Regions from separate parts of the Danio rerio genome. Here region 1 is linked to region 2. A link is a contact called in public HiCAR-type data. All regions are on one chromosome and are shown on one strand. The core of a region is the stretch at or near the end of the contact, and the rest is flanking DNA. Distances in the headings are between cores, read along the strand shown.

What was found. HiCAR-type assays count read pairs that join an accessible place to other places.
Region 1: a contact with region 2 is called in a HiCAR-type map of caudal fin, with 5 times the contacts expected there. The contact joins the enhancer-like site here to the promoter of lgr4 in region 2. A contact is called at or near these places in 9 of 18 Hi-C or Micro-C datasets (caudal fin, embryo, hematopoietic stem cells and 2 more) and 2 of 4 datasets of contacts at active chromatin or transcription factors (caudal fin and embryo).

Annotation. Positions count from the first base shown.
Region 1 is chr7:32,479,599-32,482,591 of GRCz12tu, forward strand. The region is part of intron 5 of lgr4 (leucine-rich repeat containing G protein-coupled receptor 4); the gene reads left to right. Among named protein-coding and RNA genes, the nearest start is that of lgr4, 63 kb to the left of the region's middle. Within about 2 kb of position 1,438, at least 8 of the 62 cell types and tissues checked have an H3K27ac peak or open chromatin away from gene starts, as enhancers often do. A contact at or near this core is called in caudal fin, where this site is marked.
Region 2 is chr7:32,416,581-32,419,898 of GRCz12tu, forward strand. It overlaps lgr4 (leucine-rich repeat containing G protein-coupled receptor 4), which reads left to right and starts at 1,407. Exons shown (of 19, transcript NM_001353862.1): 1 at 1,407-1,640; 2 at 1,844-2,128. The coding sequence starts at 1,935.

The sequences.
Region 1 (2,993 bases), core at 188-2,687, 63 kb after region 2:
AAGTCCCTATTCCGTATTTAATTTCAGTTGGAAATTCATCATAAATAAAAGTCTGCAGCAAATTCGGTTTATATCGACTTATTGAACAACAATATAGATTTAAATGTCTTTGTATAAGTACTTTATGTTCTACCTTTATTTTGATAACAGAAGTGCTAAACTGAACATTTTATGCAACTTTATAGGCAGATTGATGCTGTAGTGTGCGGAAGTCACTTTGTCAAAATCCACAATACTAGTTTGCCAATGATTCCCTCAAACCTTTCCTACACTATAAAAAAATCTGTTTCTGGCAGCTGGGGTGCCGGAAAAAAACAGTAAATAACATGCGTTAAATTATAGAAATTTACGGTAAAATAGCAGACATTAAATTACAGATATTTACTTATATTTAAATTTTTGGTAAAATTTTGTAATTTATCAGCCGTTATTTTACTTTTTTTTTCCGGCAACCCAGCTGCCGAAAATAAACCGTAAAATTACAGATTTTTTATACAGTGTGGGTTTTTCAAAATAGGTTTTTTACATTATTAAATAAAGATCGATAGTAAATTCTTAACAAGATTAAACTTGAACATTTAGCTCTACAGCTTAAAGTCGGAACTCTTATGCAAACATTCTTATGTAGTTATTTATTAGAAATACACTTAGCAGTAAATAAACAAATATAAACAATAAGCATAACAGCTTTGAAATATGTTCTTTTAATATTGCAGTTACCCCGCATGAACATATAATCCTGCATTTTAAATTGCTGTCTAAAAGTAAAAATCTAAAAACATGGTAAAAAAACAGGCTGCCGCGACATTGTCAACATTGTCAGTTGGGTTTAGGGAAAGTGGGTGGTTGAGAGGATCAGTCAGTCAGTCAGTCAGTCAGTCGACCGCGGACTCTAGTGGATTTATGCAAGAACGGCAGGTGTGAATGGCACTCCCAAGAGAAATTTGAGATCTTAAAAAGCATACACGTATTTGCGAAAACAAAAACTGCAAAAATTGTAGCTCCTTGGATGTATTTGGCAATCTCCAGAAATGTAATTGGTGTACGGAATTAGAATGAGCCTGGGTAAAAAAAATACAGATGAATTCAATATGGTGGATGTTGGTTTAAATAGCTTTGAATGTTCAGGAGCACTGCATGTTTTGTATAATAATATAAATTTGGTTTTTTTTTTTCAATAAATACTTATAGATATCGCTCCTGTTAGGTCAGTTCAGTTATGTTTGTGTGATGATCCCTCAGCAGTTAACAGCAGGTAACAGAGCATGTATGTATGTTGCCTTATTTCATTTCTATGCTTGTTCACCTTTTAGTGGCAAGGCTGTAAAGCGCAGTTCTTGTTCTAACTGAGATCTACACCTACGCATGATCCAGCCTTTTGTGTGCTTAATTGTATAATCTTCAGGGGAGGGAGAGTATAGCTTAGTCAGTGTCAGCCATTCATAAACAGGAAGTCACCACCCCACCGTTATTACCCATCAAGCCCTTCCTCCCTGTGATTGGCTCCCGTTACAAATCTCAGTGTCCTAATTTAGAATAGGAAGTAGAAATAGAAAATTCTCCACATGACTTGCGCACTATATCCGTAAGCCTTGTGAAGTCATATGCAACGCACGCTCGTTGATGAATATATAAACACTGAGTCAGCTCTTTCAAGCATCTACAGTATTTGACACAGCACTGTTTATTTCAGTCAAAAGCCCTCGGGCCTGAAAGGTGTGGTCCCCTTTTCTCATAAAACCATTGAAGGGGCCCCGGTGAGGGCCCAGGGCTCCCACCTGGGCTGTGTGAAAAGAGAGGCCAGTGTAGTGAGATCATGGAAACGTCTTGTGTTTCTTTAACAGAACTGTGTTCAGAAACTGAGCGCTAACTGATGTTTTAGCACCTACTTGACAGAACACTGTTATTTCCAATATGTGCACTCTCACAACGGCGTGTTTGTCGAAGAGCTTTCTGGACTTTCAATGCAAGGACAATATATGCACACTCTCCTGATGTTAATTTCAAGTCATTTTGCTACTAACTAAAACTAACTAAATTTAAATCAAGTTTAGTCAGTCTTCCTCATTATCTAAGATGAACAGATTTAATTCAGGCTTTAATTTTACATCTTAATTATCAGGACAAATATATCACTGAAGCTTCTGGGATTTGTCCAAAAATAAGATTTTCAACAAAAATGTAAAGCACTGAAGCTTCTGGGATTTTTCAGAAAAAAAGGTCATTTTCAAAAATGCATTGTTTGTTTAAAGAAATAGAATAGAAGAGTAAAGTAGAATAAAATTGACATCAGAGATAATAGGCACAAGGCTTCTGGTAGCCCTAAAAAAAAAAAAAAAAGTAAAAGTCAAAATTATTAGCCCTTCTGTGTTTTTTTTTTATATTTCCCAAACTATGTTTTAAAGAGCAAGAAAATTTTCTATTTTTGGCTATAATGTATTTTTTTCTGAAGAAGATAAATCCATATTAATAGCTCTCTTATACAATTTTTCTTTTCGTTTGTCTACAGAACAAACCATTGTTATGCAATGATTTTTATAATTACTCTAACTTGCCTAGTTAACCTAATTAACCTAGTAAAGACTTTAAATTGCACTTTAAGCTGAATATTGTAACCTTGAAAAATTATTTGTAAAATATTATGTACTGTCATCACAGCAAAGATAAAAGAAATCAGTTAAACATTATTAGAGTAACTATTATTACTCTCACTTTCTCTCACAAAAAATTACTGGTATTTAGGAAAGAAAAAAGAAATGTCTTTTTAGAACAAAAGTCATAGCATATTTGAAATTATTTTAAAAATGGGCATAAAATGTATTCTTTTGCATTTCTCCTCCCCTCAATGTCTCTTTCATCAATGTGTGGCTGAATTTGATGGTTTTTTCTTACCCATGAAAAAATGTACTTGTGACTTGCGTCAGAGATCTGCTAATTTCTGGCATATCTGGAATCCTCTGTGAGAGTTTTTGGAGAATGTGTATTAAAGCACT
Region 2 (3,318 bases), core at 157-2,656:
ATGTTATGGGTTCATCTCCAAGAGAATGCAAGAGCTGATGAAATTTGAATTTTAAATGCAATGTACGAGTGTCCTCAGACATGATGAGTTTGCTTCAATTGCTGAATATATAGTTCTCGGACTGCTTTCAAACTATGGTGTGGAGTTACAAAAATGAATTCAACTCAGACACAGACCAAATCTAAGATGTATTTGTGTGTGTGTGTATTGGTTTTTGGTGGTTTACGAGGTAATTTATATTATGACATGGGTATGACCTCAGTATTAAGTGTTGAGGTATGAGCACATGCCCTGTGTCCTCATAATTCAAATCTTATAAATCATTCTTAGCAGGGTCTTTTCACATTTAAAATTGGCCACAGGTTCCCTGTGACAGTTAGGGGTAGGGTTAGGGCAAGATGATAAAGTTAGTGGTGTTAAGGGTTTAAAAACAATACAGTGGTCATAAATCACCAAAACGTGTGTGATGGTGTAATTTTTGGGAGAGTTTCGACTTACCTGTATACTTACATATACACTGTATGTAAAAATATACATGTACACACACACATTAAATGTTGGTATAATACACAGAATATAACATAAATGTTTTGTAAATTAAACATTTAGTTTTTATCTTAAACATGATATCATTAGTGTTAAGTGAGCCAGTGATTTAAACATTCAGTGTTGTCGTCTTCTTTGGCATTCTACCAAGGGTACTGAAATACAGGTGGAAACACAGTCGCTTTTCGTAAAATCATCTAATATCTCAATTGTTTCGTTTTTTAAATCTGAACTTATAATGCCCACGATTCTGATAGACATGAATCCAGATTATTGAATTTCATTTTATTAACCTGGAGTCTTTATTTTAACAGTTGCACAGGTAAATGGCCTTATTTTTTTTATTTATTTTTTTTAGAAATACTGTTTTATTGATTCACACACTAATAATTTCTGTATTTATATATGCTAGTTGGATCAAATTCACTTTACAAGTCATACTTACAAGTAATTTCTACACAATTTATTAAATTGTCTTAAAAATCTGCTTACATTTTACTTGTCTTTAAAAACTAAATCTAAAATCATATTTTATTGTATTATGTTAAGTAACATAAAAACATATGTTGCTACTTTTCATAATAGTAGTAAAAATAATAGCACTGTTTCTTGTTTCCGCGGCTAAATATACAGTAGGTTTTGAATATTTAACAGTCACAAGTTGCCCCCACTTTCATTCTATAGAGCTGACGTCGTAAAATCATTAATATGTAGGTCTGTATTACCATATTCAGCACCTCACTGGCTATCCTGCAGAGAGGGAGAGAGAGCGAAGAGAGAGAGAGAGAGAGAGAGAGAGAGAGAGAGAGAGGAAACGTGAGGCTCGACGGAGAGCTGACCGTGTTTTCTACAGGAAACAAATCAGAGAGAGAGAGAGTGAAAATACTGTTGTAACCCGTCGTGTTTCGTCGCGGTTTGCGAGTGTTTTCCTGGAAGCGGACGCTTAGCGAACCACGGCAATCTGGAGCCCCGATTGTTTCGACCCCGGAATCTAATCTAAAGGTGTTTGTTTTGTTTTTGGAGGTGTGAGGCTCGAGACTCCGCGCAGAATGACCGTTGACTGGCTCGGTCTGCTTATCGTTCGCGGGCATTAGGTAAGAGCACTTAACGTTAAGTACTTACACCAGCCATGGCTGAAAGAAAAGCAGGTAGCTAAACCATTTGTTTTGGGGCACTCGCACACATAAAAAAGACATGTTGTGGCTTCATTGTAGTCCGTTAACTAGCCCTCACCGTGTCTAAATCTGCGAATTCAACCTAAAGTCTTCTGGGAGTCTGATAATGTACTTGTTCTTAGGTTGAAGGAACTATCACCACGTCTGTTTGTGGGCGAAACAAGCGCCACGCATTTGCCTTCGAGGGTCTTTTGGGTAAAAAGCAGGAGAATAATGGCATTGCTGGCCGTCCGGATGCTGGTGCTGGGGTTGTGTGTAGGGGGACAGGCTGCCGCTGCGGGAGAGGGACAGTCTACTCCGGCCACATGCTCTCCGCTGTGCCGCTGTGATGAGGACGGAGGAGCGGACTGCTCTGGACGGGGACTGACCAGCGTCCCCACCGGCCTCAGCGCTTTCACCTACTACCTGTAAGTAACCACAGTAACCTTTAACAATCAAGTGCATGCCTGGAACAAGTGCACACTGCAGTTTAGCGCTACACATGTTACACGAGTTTCATGCTTTGAATGACCGATATCACCTTGTATCAAATCGGCAAAATAATGTCACGTAAACGCAGTTACATAAAGCAGCCATAAGCAACTTTAAAACAATGTTTTCATACGTCAAGATCAGTGATCATGTAATATCAAACATTGATCAACTCCTCTGTGACTCAGACATGTATAATCACTTTACTACCAGCAAGCAGTACCACATTCTTAAGATTATGGCTGAAAGATTTACACTGAGTAATTTTTGGTGAACATGGAGGGCTTTTATGAATTAAAAGGTTATGTCTGCATTAGGCATGGGCCGGTATAATTTTCTGACGGTATGATAACCTTATATAAAAGTATCACAGATTCACGGTATTGTGGTTACTTTTCTAATATATGCTCTTTTTAAATATCCGAGTAAATAAAGCAAACAAACAAAAAAATCCCCTTGAACACAATATTTTTTAATTTGAGAAACACGTAAAATATTTTGAAACAGTAAACATGTCAGGCTGAATAATTTAAATAAATCATTGACTTCTACTGTCTTCATTAGTTTCAAAAACAAACACTTCTTTACAATTTAAAATGGCATCTTTGGAGATCTTTTATGCTGGAGATACTGTTGTCCTAAAAAAGAAATTTAAAACGTAAACAAACAAAAAAGTACACATACTTTAGGAACTTTATAGCAGAATATTTTGGCAGTAGTAAAACATTGACTTTTCCAACCCGCGGTATACCTTGAAAATGGTTATCGTCCCATGCCTAGTCTGCATTCTGAGTCGTTATTGAGGTGAAAAGTTTTTCCAATCCATATAGAAAGTATGCAGGGGATATTTTTTAATAAAACCCCCAATATGCACACAACATTTAAATGTGATGTGATTACCTAATAAGACAAGATTATAATCTCATAAAATAACTGTGATTCGAGCTAAATGTCTTCACTATTAATACCTGCAGTTGTTTTCTGATTAAAAGGTTTGTTTTTCCTTTGCACAAAGTCCATCTTGGGCCGCTTTTGGGTACTTTGTGTGAGTGTAACAGACTAAATGACCCATACAGTTAATATAGAGAGGGTTGCTCATCCATTATTGAATGCAGCCAGCCTTTAA